Regions from separate parts of the Sus scrofa genome. Here region 2 is linked to region 1. Evidence: chromatin contacts called from public HiChIP or PLAC-seq data. All regions are on one chromosome and are shown on one strand. The core of a region is the stretch at or near the end of the contact, and the rest is flanking DNA. Distances in the headings are between cores, read along the strand shown.

Region 1 (7,132 bases), core at 1,307-3,806:
AGGTTAGGGTAGCCAAGTGTACCATTTTCCCACAGTTGTTCCTCATGTCCTGGGAAACGGCTTGGTCCCAAGCAAACTAGGACCCCTGGTCACCCCTACTGAGTATTCTCTATAGAAAACCAGCATGTTAAGCCCTTTTCTGGAGTCTCATAGGCTTGCTTCCAAAATAAAATTAGACAGGGCCTAAGGAGAGTTTGAGAAATAGAATGCAGCCAAAGCCAGCTAAGAAGTGTGATGTTTTCCGCTTCTGTGCAGTGTTTGAGAGCGCTGTGGCCACGGTCATGGCCCTGCGCAGGGACAGGATGTTCGTGGAAGAAGTGTGCACAGGCCAGGAGTGTGGAGTGGTGCTGGACAAGACCTGTTTCTATGCCGAGCAAGGAGGGCAAATCTACGATGAAGGCTACCTGGTGAAAGTGGATGACAGCAGTGAGGACGTGAGCCAACTGTTCTTCTTTGTTAGCTGGGCCAGGGGTCCAGCGAGGGGCCGGGCCTGGACTGGGGCAGCTTCTCTCCCAGCCTTGGGGGGCACACACCACCGACCTCTGGGTCGTGTTCCATGGTCAGCATTTCTGAAGCTGGGGGAGCAGCTTCTTGTGTTGTATCGCCTTTAGGGCCCCTTGTAGCCAGATCCTTGCCACTGGGCTGCTTAGGTTGATGCTTGGCTCCTCCAGGCTTTCCTCATAAATCGGGAGAGACAGCTCTCTGGAGGCCAGCTGTCCTCATAGAAGATGCGGCTGTAGCTTTGCTACCACTGGCTCTGTGGTCTTGGATGAGTTAGCTCGTCTCGTGGGCTTGAGGTTCCTTATGGCGACTCTTAATTTTCTAAGATGCTCCTTAATGGAGTGTGTGTGGTGTATGTGTGTGTACACACACTTGTATTGTGTATTTAAAGTGGTGTGTTTATGTAATGATACATAGTAGTCCATGTGTATATATAATATATATCATGGTATTAATGGGGGGCTGTGTGTATAACATAAAAGAATTCATACACACACACACACACACACACGCATACGCATATATACGTGTACACATACACACATGTGTATGTTTCCGTTGACTTACCTGTTGGTCTTTGCCTTGACTCCTCTTAGAAAACAGAGTTTACAGTGAAGAACGCTCAGGTGCGAGGAGGCTATGTGCTGCACATAGGAACCATCTATGGCAGCCTGAAAGTGGGGGATCAGGTTCGGCTGTTTATTGATGAGGTGAGTTGCTTTGTGCCGGTCATCACTGGATATGGTTGGTAATCCTCTCCCCCTCCCCTTCTAAAAAAATTTCAGCTTTATTGAGGCATAACTGACATAGAGATTTATAAGATATTTAAAGTGCACACCATGGTGATATGATGCACGTTCTGTTTTTTTGGTTTGTATTTTTGGCCATGCCTATGGCGTGTGGTAGTTCCTAAGCCAGGGACCGAGCCTGCACCACAGCAGTGACCCAGGCCACTGAGGTGACAAAACCAGATCCTTAGCCTTCAGTGCCACAAGGGAACTCCTAATACATTCTAAAAAAATTAATCTCCTTCTCTGGCTTTTAATTGGTCCATCATTATTATCCCTAAAAGAGAAATTTTAAGTAGATTATAAGTAAAGTGTGGGAATAAATCTTATGAGAGACGTGAGTGAGAGGTAAATCTGTGTTCCCAAGTCAGACCATGGTGATGTCAGTTGAGATCCTGTAGTTTTGTTTTCACAGATTGCCTTTCTCCAGCTTAATCTCAAATACTTCTTCCGTAGCCAAGGATCTTTTATTAAGAAGTAGATTCTAGAGTTCTCTGGGGGTCTGGTGGTTAAGGATCCTGCGCTGTCACTGCTGTGGCTCAGGTTCAATCCCTGGCCTGGGAACTTTCTCATGCTGTGGGAAAGAAATAGGTTCTGCTGCATGTGACGGAGCTCCAAAATAATTGTAGTATAAACTGAGGTAGAAATACGCTTCTCATCTGAGAGTCCAGGCTGATCAGAGGCCTTTCCCACAGTCATAGGACCTAGTTCTCTGCTTTTGGTTCTACCATGATTGCTGGGGCGCTGCCCTTGGTGATCCAAAAAGGTAGCTATAAGATCGATTTTCTGGGCCAGATTTAGTGAACTTTTTTGGTAAAGTGCCAGGTGTTTGGCTTTCTGAGCTCTGTGGTCTCCATCACAATTACTCAGGTCTGCTGCTGTGGCACAAAAGCACCACAGACAGTATGTAAACACATGAGGGTGACTGTGTTCCAATAAACCTAGTTATAAAAATGGACCACAGCCGTTAGGATGCAAGTTCAATCCCTGGCCTGGCTTAGTGGGTTAAGGATCCGGCATTGCCGCAGGCTGCCATGCACTGTGGCATAGGCTCTAGCTGCAGCTCCGACTGGGTCCCTAGCCTGGGAATTTCTGTATGCTACAGGTGCGGCCCTAAAAAGGGGGGGGAGAAAATGGACCGCAGGATGGATTTGGGTCACAGGCCATAATTTGCCAACTCGTGCACTAGACAGTGGGAAGAAGGAAGGGGAGGGCATTTTCCTTCCCTTTAAGGGTAGGCATCACTTCTGCTCACAGCCCGTGGACCAGTGCTTAGTCACACACAGAAGCTGTAGGCTTTATTCTGGGCAGCCGTGTGGCCAACTGGAAACTCTAGTACTGGGAAGAAGGGGAGGGCAGGTTTGGGGGCTGACGAGCAGTTCACTCCAGACTCTCCACCAGTCTGCTCCTCCCTTTACAGCCCCGACGGAGGCCTGTCATGAGCAACCACACAGCCACCCATATCCTGAACTTTGCCCTGCGCTCTGTGCTTGGAGAGGCTGACCAGAGAGGCTCCCTGGTTGCTCCTGACGCCTTCGGTTTGACTTCACTGCCAAGGGAGCCATGTCTACCCAGCAGATTAAGAAGGCCGAGGAGCTGGCTAATGAGATGATAGAGGCAGCCAAGGTAGGCTGGGTTACAGGTGAGCTCCTGGGTCATGAGCTTCCCTCCTTCCTGCCCCACCACTTTCTTTCTATGGTCTCATTCTGTTCCGTGCTCAGATCTGCTTATAGAATGATTCTCAACTGCTGCGAAAGGGCCAGTGCTGGTGTTTAGTGGAGGGGCCTTAAAGAGGGCTTTCTCCACCCCCCACTCAGGACAGCCAGAGCTCTTCGAGTTACGACTGTTTGACATACCACTTAAGAGCTGGTTCACACTTTAACAATAGTTGGAAATTCCTATTTTGATCCCTGTGACTTTACACATGGAGCCTTATCTCGGGAGGTTCAGGGCACTTGATGGCAGAGCCCTGCCTACAAGACCACACCGTCCTTTGCTGCTTCCCCTGCACCTCCAGAGAAGATCTTGTCCCAGCTCCTTTTCTATCTTCTTTCCATGACAGCCCGTCTATGCCCAGAATTGTCCTCTGGCAGCAGCCAAAGCCATCCAGGGCCTGCGGGCTGTGTTTGACGAGACCTACCCCGACCCTGTGCGAGTCGTCTCCATTGGGGTCCCGGTGTCCGAGCTGCTGGATGACCCCTCCGGTCCCGCTGGCTCACTCACTTCTGTTGAGTTCTGTGGGGGAACGTGAGTACCTCGGGGGGAGCAATGGGTGGACCTGCCTTTTATTAATTTTCATCACCCTCAGAGGATGTGGGAAATAGGCTAGACCAGCTAAGTTTGAAACGGGGGCCTCAGAAATCAGTTGCCTGGAGTTCCCATCGTGGTGCAGTGGTTAACAAATCCGACTAGGAACCATGAGGTTGCGGGTTCGATCCCTGGCCTTGCTCAGTGGGTTAAGGATCCGGCGTTGCCCTGAGCTGTGGTGTAGGTTGCAGATGTGGCTCGGATCCCGGGTTGCTGTGGCTGTGGCATAGGCCGCGGCTACAGCTCCGATTAGACCCCTGGTCTGGGAACCTCCCTGTGCTTCAGGTGCGGCCCTAGGAAAGGCAAAAAGACAAAAAAAATAAAAAACAAAAAAATAGATAAAAAATAAATGTTAAAAAAAAAAAAAAGAAATCAATTGTGTAACAGCATTACTGGGAGTCAGCATTTTCGTGTTCCCATCAGACCCCTCCTGTCTGACGTTGACATCTGCTGGGTCTGTGATGAAATGTTCATTCTAGGAGCGAAAGTTGGAAATGTTACCTTAATAACCTACCTCCTAGCGGCTTACTCTTGTTTCCTGGGCTGAAGGCCTGTGAGCTCCTGATTCAGCAAGGCCAGGGGGCTCCTTTCCATTCCCAGGCCTCACCTCATTCCCTTTGCTGCCTGGAGCAGCATCTCGGAGTTAACCCTGTTGCCTCAGAACCCCTGAGTCAGGCCCATGGTAGACCCAGCTCAGTCTGGCTGTGGGCAGAACCTCTTGTTTCTGCCAGCTTGGAGTCCTTCTGGGAGGTTCCTGCTTCCACAGGAATCAGGGTGAAAAGGACATTTTTAAGGCCATGGTAGGGCCCATCCAAGGCCCGCTGGGAGCCTCAGGCAGGCAGAGAGCAGCGGGCTGAGAGGATGGGGTAGGGATCTGGGTGTTCACATTCCAGGGCTCTGTCGAATTGGGCTTTCAGATGAGTCCCACGTGTGCCTTCATACATCATTACATGACACTGCAGGGCCCAGGAAACAGTTTTCAGAGATATTACACCATCCATGAAGAATGACTGAGAGTAGGAGTTCCCGTCGTGGCGCAGTGGTTAACGAATCAGACTAGGAACCATGAGGTTGCGGGTTTGGTCCCTGCCCTTGCTCAGTGGGTTAACGATCTGGCGTTGCCATGAGCTGTGGTGTAGATCGCAGATGCGGCTCGGATCCCGCGTTGCTGTGGCTCTGGCGTAGACCGGAGGCTACAGCTCTGATTCGACCCCTAGCCTGCGAACCTCCATATGCTGCGGAAGCGGCCCTAGAAATGGCAAAAAGACAAATAAATAAATAAATAAACAATTAAAAAAAAAAAAGAATGAGAGTAAATGAACGTTTGAGGTCCTCTGAGCATCTGCGGTTGTCAGGGTTGTGGTAAGATTTTAAAGGTAATCCACCGACACTCAGCTGTTGGCAGGGACAGAAAAATAGAGCTTATGTTCTACCAGAGAGGACCAGAAATGTGAAGAATGTGGAGCCCACTAGTAGTAACGTGTTCTTTAGGGATCACAAAGCACTTTCACTGATCTCATTTGATTTTCACAACAGTTCTATGAGGGAGAGTTACCCGCATTTTGTACATGAGAAAACTGAGGCTCAGAAAAGTGGTGCCTTGCTCAGTGTCTGCCCCGCCAGGCCTTCTCTGACTGCCATTCCCTGCCTGGCCAGAGCTGTGTTCTGAAATAAACACGAGGGGCCTTTTTCCTCCATCCCTGGGAACGGCCACTCATAGGGTCCTGCCCTGCAGCGAGGGCTCTCAGGGTGCCGAGAGGACCATGGACTTGGCCTTCTGCCATTCAGGCATCTGCAGAATTCGAGTCATGCGGGAGCCTTTGTGATTGTGAGTGAAGAAGCTATTGCCAAGGGCATCCGGCGGATTGTTGCTGTCACCGGTGCTGAAGCCCAGAAGGTGAGCAGATCAGACTGAGGGTTTGTGGCTTACTTGAACAAGGCGAGGGAGCCAACAGAGTCAGAAGGAGAGTATCACCTCCAGAATATCCTCCAGTTCACCTGCCTGGCTGAAGAAAGCCACCATGGCACAGGCCTTTCTAGCTAGCTTATGTTCACTCTTGTAAATCCTGCCGTAACGTGTCCATGTCTAGGAGGGTAGGCCGTGGTTTTGCTGTGGCTTCCGTGGCCCCAGCTTTTTGCCACATTTCCAGTGTGTACCTAAGTGCATAGAGTACAGGGACAGTTGCCCTGGGGTGGGGACGGTCGCTCGTGCCTGACAAGTGCCAAGGTTGAGGAGCAATCGTTTCATGGAGTGTGAAGGGCCTGTGACTTGTAAGTTCTCGGTCGGTCCCTGAACCCGAGTTCTGGTAGCCACGTGTGCGAGGAGGTGCTCCTCTCTTGGGCATGAGCCCGCGAACACTGGGTCCCTGCAGGGAGAGGGAATTCTGGTGTTGGAGTCGCGCTCTTCCATAGTCCACCACCAGCGTCTGCTACGGTGCTTTACAGACAGAAAGGTGAAGCCGAACGTTACCTGACCCTGAGCTGACCACTCTGATTGCCCTCCAGGCCCTCAGGAAAGCGGACAGCCTGATGAAATCTCTGTGTGCCATGGAGGCCAAAGTGAAGGCCCAGACTGCACCCAATAAGGACGTGCAGAGGGAGATTGCTGACCTTGGCGAGGTAGGGTGGCCTCCCTCCGCGGGTCCTGGTTCTCAGCGCCACCGTGGGCCTCTGGATGGACTTCTGTTCGGCAGCCTTAAAAGCGGGACTCTGTGGATCCTGGCCCAGGACCCCTGGAACCTGCCTGCCGCCCCTGTGCCCATGGCAGGGAAAGCCCGTTCAAGCTCGAGAGGGCACTGGTTGGAGGGTGGGGGAGACGCTGGAGGTGCCTCCTGTCTCCAGGCCGCCTGGTGTTTGTTAATATTTGGGGGCTTCTCATAATCCCCTCATAGGCTTTGTTCACTGCCTTGTAGGGACCAGGTGCAACAGGACCCCAGCTCCGTTTATTCTTTCCCTTTCTCTCTAGCCTGCTCATTACAACTGATGCAATTACTCGTAAAGTGGCTGGTCTCAAGGCCAGTGGACACCTTTGGTGTGTGTATGTTTCCTCTCTTTCTGGACAGTGGTTGGGCGGCTTTGGTGTTCAAAGCTGGAGGTGTGGGGTGGGCTCACGTCCTTGGGGTCCGGGTCCCAGTGGTGTTCCTGTTCTGGTTCCAGGCCCTGGCCACCGCAGTCATCCCCCAGTGGCAGAAGGACGAGTTCCGGGAGAATCTCAGATCCCTGAAGAAGGTCATGGATGACCTAGACCGGGCTAGTAAAGCCGATGTCCAGAAGCGGGTGCGTCGTGGCTATGCCGGTGGCTGGACGGGAGCTGGGAAGATTTAGCCAGGAAGGCCGTGCAGCCCGTTATCTCGGTGTCGGAGTCTGGGCCTTTGACCTGAGGCCTCTTTTCTGGACTTCCTTCCTTGCAGGTGTTGGAGAGGACAAAACAGCTCATTGACAGCAACCCCAACCAGCCCCTTGTCATCCTGGAGATGGAGAGCGGCGCCTCAGCCAAGGCAACCCAGGGGCTGGGGTTCCTCGCACTGCTCTGTGCC
Region 2 (6,614 bases), core at 815-3,314, 100 kb before region 1:
CAGGGTACTACAGTGATGTGCTATGGGAGAGCAGTCTGGAAGTAGGGTGCCTATTGTGAAGGTGTCATCACGCAGGCCTAAGTGGGAGAAAAGGCATCCTTGGGTCCACGGGATCTTCTCAGTGTTATTTTTCTCTCTGCTTACAGCACCTATGCCCCAGTGAAGTCCTTTCTTCGAGTGGACAAAGAAAAGGTAAGCTCCCTCCTCCCTCTTCTTCATCCACACCTCAGTGGAAAATAGTGCAGACCTGACTCATGGTATTCCTCGTTCTGTGGCTCAGGTGTCCCCCAGTACCCTTCCAGAACCTTTAGAGTCCCCATCTGCAGGTATGCCCAACCCCCAGCAGGGGCATCAGGAACCAAGGAACCCTATCGAACCTGTCTACTGGCAAGCATGGAGAAACTGGCAGAAACTACTTAGAGCCTGACCTGAGCCTCCAGGCCCCAAAAGCACTCATGTGCCTGTTACATCTTCTCCTCCCAGGTCCAGATCTATAACCCAGCCTTCTTCAAGTACATCCATGACAGGTGGACAGAGCATCATGGGCGGTACCCTTCCACTGGGATGCTGGTACTCTTCTTTGCCCTGCACGTGTGTGATGAGGTGGGTAACCCTGTCTGGGAGTAAAATAGAAGGACCCATGGAACAGAGGGAGTCAGCCTGCAGTGCCTCAAGAGGAATGTGTTTTTGTAGGCAGAAATCAAGTGGCTTTCATTCCTCCCATTGCTAGGCTGCAAAGTTTAGATCTGCATTTCCCAACTTAATTACTTTCATGCTTTTACTAAATCTGAAATCATGTTATTGGAATGTTAAATTTATTTAAAAAGGAAATCGAATACTTCTACCATAGTTGATATTACTTGTCATAAAGAATAACCATAAACCTAAGTGGAATGGAAACAATGTAGTTAAGTTTCAACAGGGTGGTACCTCCCACAGCTGTGGGCCACAGGCCTACTACTATAGAGGTTAGTTATTGGGAGTCCCTCGCTCTAGCAGTAAGCAGTAAACAACAGTGCTCAAGCCCAGCACACCCATTTTTGCAGTAAACTCCTCAGTGAATGGTGTTAGGTAATTGAGCAGCTTTCAATAAAAGTACTCTATTTAAAAAAAAATGTTAGCAAGGGTTGGTGAGCTGTCATAGACTAGCCCCAAAGTGAGGTGGTCTTTTTTTTTTGGCATTTTAAGGCCACACCTGTGGCATATGGAGGTTCCCAGGTTAGGGGTGGACTTGGAGCTGCAGCCACTGGCCTACACCACAGCCACAATAAGGCCAGATCCGAGCTGTGCCTGGAACCTACACCACAGCTCAGGCAACACCAGATCCTTAACCCATTGAGAGAGGCCACGGATGGGACCTGCTGACTCATGGATGCTAGTCAGATTCTTTCCACTGAGCCAAGATGGGAACTCCCTGAGCCTTCTTGATGTCATCAGACCGGTGGTTGGAGGGAGAGCCAGAAGGGAGCAGTAGTCTCCCTCTGGGATAGTGTCCTTAGCGCCAGGGCTGGTTGTCCCCAGTTTTCCTGGTGCCTCCCGCCTGCTGCGAATTGTGCTGCTTGGTCCCCTGACTTGGGGTCACTAGCGCCGCCCTTCCCTGCAGGTGAACGTGTATGGATTCGGGGCCGACAGCCGGGGCAACTGGCACCACTACTGGGAGAATAACCGGTACGCTGGCGAGTTCCGGAAGACCGGCGTGCACGACGCCGACTTCGAGGCCCACATCATCGACATGCTGGCCAAGGCCAGCAAGATCGAGGTCTACCGAGGCAACTGAGCTCGGCCTCGTCGCGACCCTTCCGGCCCTGCGGCGAGGTCCAGGCGTGCGCTCCAGCAGGGACTCAGGGCCAGCCTAGGGGCGGTGGGCGCGGCGCCCCATTGGGCATCAGCAGGAAATTGGGAGCGACGCCAGCCGCGGTCCGGACCAATCATGCTGCAGTCCAGCGAGCTATGGCCCGCCAATCACTGGACTCTGAGGCCAGCCCGGGCCTAGCGTCAATCAGCGCTGCTGTCGGGCGGAGCCTCTTTCTCCCAGCCAATCATGCGACTCAAGGAGAACTTCCGGCGCTGGACCCTGTCTCCTCCAATCAATGGCCTTCGGAGGCGGGCTGGCGGCCGCACAATCCCCACTCCCCTATGCTTTTGGGTAGGATTTTATTTCACGCTTTCTAAGGAAGAGAAGTTTTTTCTGGCCTCGAGAAGTACTTTTCTCTAGGCTCGGTAGGAGGCGTCTCAGCCGCTTGCCGGCCTGACCCCGCGAACGCGCGAAGAAGGAAACGGTGGGGAAGGCACGGGACAGCGGCAGCGCGGCCTCTCATGGCCTCGGGGCGGGCGGAGGGGCGTTCGCGGAGCCTTTCTGGCGGTCGAGGGCCGGGCGGGTGGTTTCCAGGGAGCGCGTTTTTCCCCAGGGGAAGAGTTAGAGCTCTCCCAAACTGCTCCGGACTACGAGAAAGCTAGACCCCTCAGTTCCTTTATCAGTCAAGCGCAGATGGGTGAGTGTAAACCCACCAAAGAAATGCGGTGAGAATCCAGAGGGTGCGTGGGTCCCCTTCTCCTGCCTCCACCCCCTTCCCGCCTTTGGCCACCCTATGGAATGGCCTTTCTGACCATGGCATTTAGTGTCTCACCGGAAAACTATTAATTGTATTCACCTCTTGTTCAGGAGGGTGAGGGGCAGAATTAGCCCAGGGCTTAACTCTGGAACACTGGTGTAAGGAACAGGGCAGGGGACTAGGAAGCCCCGTCACATCAAATGTAAGGTGCTTCTCACTCACATGTACCCTTGGCCCTTGTTGTTTGCCCACAACCTTTTTAGTGTCTCGCCCTGGGCCTCCTCACCAGCCTACTTGTTGCTCTGGAAAATAAATCAAAACTTGCCCTGTGATTGGGGCACTTGCTGCTTCCCCCACCCCCACCGCCTACCCGCCCTTCCCCGGTTTGGCTGGCTCTAGAAAAACGGAGCTACACGTGGGAAGGAAAGCTGGCCCAGCTGCCTGGTCCTTCACCCATCACCCCAAAAAGGAGTAGGAAACCTCTTGCTGGGGGGTGGAGTTTGCTTTGGGCTCATGATTTAGCTAACCTGAAGTTACCTGGGGTGGCTGACCAACAGGGATTCTTTTCAAATACTAAGCTGGCCATGCAGAATATCTGGGGAGGAGAAGACTTGCTCCCTGCATGCCTCCTCCTCTGCCCACACATTTACCCCCCTCACCTCCTGCCTTTACCCTTTAACTCACTTTCCATTTCCAGCTCTAGAAGGGCTGGGAAGCTAACAAGCAGAGGTTACAGCTGGAAGCTACTTGCATGATTGAACCCAGCTTAAGTCCCTAGAGGAAGATGCTGAAGGTATTCTCACCCTTCAGGGTTGGGGAAGTGTAACAGGAGGGGGGAAGGGCTTCTGTGAAGCTTCCAAACTGCTAAAAGGATCCCCCTTCCTAACAGTGAGGAAACAGACAACCACGCTTTTTCTTAGTGCTTAGTGAGTTGGTAACCACCCAGCAGCCTCCTGGCCGTTGGTGTAGTTCCTGCAGCTGGCTAGGGAAATAGTAGCCAGCAGGAGAGTATATTAGAGGATTAGGGTGGGGCAGTGGACACCCCTAAAAGTTAATATATTGAGAACTTAGCTTGAGTCTGTTCCTTCCCAGTTCCAAAAGTAGGAGAAGCAAAGAATGGGGGTGGATTTGGGGGGCCTTTAGTGGAAGGCCTTGCTCAGGGCCTCTCCCATCAGTAGAGAGTCCAGGCACCAGCCATTCTTGCCAGTCTCATCTCAGTGCTTCCTGAAGAGGCTGTTTTGAGTGTTTAGAAGATGAAAAAACAATGCAATTATGCCAAACAGTATCGAGCAGAATAATTTATTTCTTTATTGTTCCTTTTTCTTCTACTTTTGTTTGGGTTTTGTTTTATTTAAAACATTAATAAATCCCCATTCTGGAAGAGGTAGGTCCCAGCATCCAGCCCAAATCTTCTTTTCTGCAATAGTTATTTAAACAAATGTTTTGTATTTTCTTCCCTTTCTCTCTTTCTGAATTAAAAAGAACAAAGAAACTATATATAGTCATTTGTTCTTTCTAAAATGTGTTCTGTGGTAAAGGAAGATGTACCTCTCTGTGGGGAGCTGTGACCAAGTAATGGCTAAAGGTGGGGGGAGGGTGGTTGCGATGAAGCAGGGAGGGAACACCCCCCAGGCACCCTTCCCTTCTACATGAGGCCTCCCCACCCCCAACCACCAGCTGTACCCTCCAGGAGGGTGGTCTTCCCTGCCGTCCTTCAGGGCGCCTTGAGTAGATCAGCAGGGCAGAAACTGTTCACCGCAAGGGGCCAGCAGAGCATAAGGGGCCAGCAGGATGGGGCTTTTTCCCTTTCATTTCCATCTTCTGTGGAACTTGCCATGATACTGTATGTGAGGGCTGTCAGGGAATTGGCAGAATGGTAGGAGCAGGTGCCACAGGCATCTGAAGCAGCCGCCCATGCCATTTCCTTGGGCTGTCTGGACCCACTCGAGTCTGCTTCCATCATGCAGTGGAATGCCTCTGAATGTGCATTTTCATAGTTGGGTGGATCACATAGCGTGGCTCCCATGGTGGACCTCTTAGAGTCTGCAGTTACTTAGTGTCCTGCAATCCAGTTTCTGCCAGTGCTTGAGAACAAGCCCAGAGTTACTTTTCAAATAGAGAATACTTTTTGGTAGAGAAGGGCATTGGTCTATTTCTAAAACCGTAGGATTCTGGGATATAATTCTCTTACTCCAGAGACTCCATATGACACCTCTCTCCACCACAGACACTCTCCAAAAGCAATTGGTTGGCTGAGTCATAGGGCCCAGTGTCTGGAAGGTTTGTACATAGCCTGGACTGCCCAGAACTGTTTCTTCTCTGGGCCTACTCAAATCTGCTGTCTTATGGGCACCATACTTGGTGGTAGGAATAGCACTTTAGATGTACCAGTTACCTCCAGAATCAAGAGTCCCATCAAATCATGTGGAGGGTTTTGCTTGACTGGTGTCCATGAGGACATGGGTTCAATCCCTGGCCTTGCTCAGTGGGTTAAGGATCGTGTTGCTGTGAGCTCTGGTGTAGGTTGCGGACATAACTCAGGTCCCGAGCTGTGGTTGCGGCATAGGCTGTCAGCTACAGCTCTAGTTGGACCCCTAGCCTGGGAACCTCCATATGCCGTGGGTGTGTCCCTAAAAAGACAAAAAGACCAAAAAAAAAAATCATGTGGAGGGTTTGGTTTTGTTTTGCTTTGTTTTTACTGTTGGGGAGGAACTGTGTTGCTTTGATCCAGCAAAGATGCCATATCTGGAACCACAGGTTGGCATGACCACTTGTTTACATTTATAATGAACTACTGTCATTCTCCATGATTCAGATGGTGAGTGCATGAGATGAGGAAGAAATCACCCGCCCTTCCATTAACTCAAGTTGAGTGGCAAATCCTGCTGGAATGTGGTATAGAGTTTGACTTAATACGTTGGAGATAGTTCCAGGATCTTCTGTTAGGCCTATTCCATCATAATCACCCTCCATGAGTCTGGTTGCCAGCATGGTGATATTGCCAGGTAGTAATTATCTCTGTTTTCTTTTGGAAGTGAGTATATTTACCTTAAAATGTGTCTGCGGTCTCTTTGGACCCACCATCGAATGCACTTGGACCAGAGTTCCATCTGTCATTAGCCGTAGTAAGATCCGATTCCATAATAAGGTAGACTGTGTCAGCATTAGGGTCTCAGAGCCTGTTTTGATAACTTGTCAAAGTCTGGGTATTTCCCTTTCCCCAGTGCACCATCCCTCCAGGAAAGGCCTAGGGGAAGAGTCAGTCTGAACTCTTGCTACATCAGAGTCCTCAAAGGGCCCTGAGAGCTCAGAAAGACTCCAGGTATGTGACCTGATTAGGTCTGGCAACTGGGTAAGAAGCTGAAAACCCCCATCAATGTGACTCAGGTTTCTTCTCAGCCCTCCTAGAGTTTCCCCTTCCATACACATCCAGCAGTGCTTTAATAGGCTGCCCAGCATGTTTCATTTCTGGGGACCTCAGTGGTCAATTAATTCTTGTCCCAAATCCTTATAGGTCAAAACTCTATAATTGCTGGAGTTCCCTTGTGGCGCATCGGGTTAAGGATCCGGCATTGTCACTGCTGCAGCTCGTGTTGCTGCTGTGGCACAGGTTTGATTCCCTGGCCTGGGAACTTCTGTATGCTGTGGGTATGGCCACAAAAAAGAAAAAACAACAACAACAACTAATCACCAAGCTGGATTGTTGTGGTAAGTGTGCCTCCCTATCTCAGGTAGAGAGGCATGGTTTGGGGTCTTTGTTAGGCTAGGATCCCATTATTCTCTGACTTACAGATAATAGCTACGTCAGAGTTCTTTATTTGCCCTTAAAAAAAGTTGTTTTTGAAGTTCCCTTTGTGCCTCAGGGATAATAAACCCAACTAGTATCCATGAGGATGTGGGTTCAATCCCTGGCCTCTCTCAGTGGGTTAAGGATCTGGCATTGCCAGGAACTGTGTTGTAGGTCACAAGAACAGAGGCTGTTCGGATCTGGCATTGCTGTGACTGTGGTGTGGGCTGGCAGCTACACCTCCAATTTGACCCCTGGCCTGGGAACTTCCATAT

The links. HiChIP or PLAC-seq counts read pairs in DNA pulled down with a chosen protein or histone mark.
Region 2: a contact with region 1 is called in an H3K27ac HiChIP or PLAC-seq map of alveolar macrophages. The contact joins two enhancer-like sites. A contact is called at or near these places in 2 of 47 Hi-C or Micro-C datasets (embryonic fibroblasts and epiblast stem cells) and 1 of 2 datasets of contacts at active chromatin or transcription factors (alveolar macrophages).

What each region holds. Positions count from the first base shown.
Region 1 is chr6:13,299,720-13,306,851 of Sscrofa11.1, reverse strand. AARS (alanine--tRNA ligase, cytoplasmic) reads left to right here. Exons shown (of 23, transcript XM_021093791.1): 13 at 256-434; 14 at 1,098-1,211; 15 at 2,710-2,818; 16 at 2,821-2,915; 17 at 3,352-3,536; 18 at 5,385-5,493; 19 at 6,102-6,215; 20 at 6,753-6,872; 21 at 7,007-7,093. Among named protein-coding and RNA genes, the nearest start is that of EXOSC6, 6.3 kb to the right of the region's middle. Within about 2 kb of position 2,556, at least 3 of the 83 cell types and tissues checked have an H3K27ac peak or open chromatin away from gene starts, as enhancers often do. A contact at or near this core is called in alveolar macrophages, where this site is marked.
Region 2 is chr6:13,399,776-13,406,389 of Sscrofa11.1, reverse strand. It overlaps ST3GAL2 (CMP-N-acetylneuraminate-beta-galactosamide-alpha-2,3-sialyltransferase 2), which reads left to right. Exons shown (of 8, transcript XM_021093795.1): 6 at 147-192; 7 at 484-603; 8 at 1,604-4,054. The coding sequence ends at 1,777. Among named protein-coding and RNA genes, the nearest start is that of DDX19A, 34 kb to the right of the region's middle. Within about 2 kb of position 2,064, at least 68 of the 83 cell types and tissues checked have an H3K27ac peak or open chromatin away from gene starts, as enhancers often do. A contact at or near this core is called in alveolar macrophages, where this site is marked.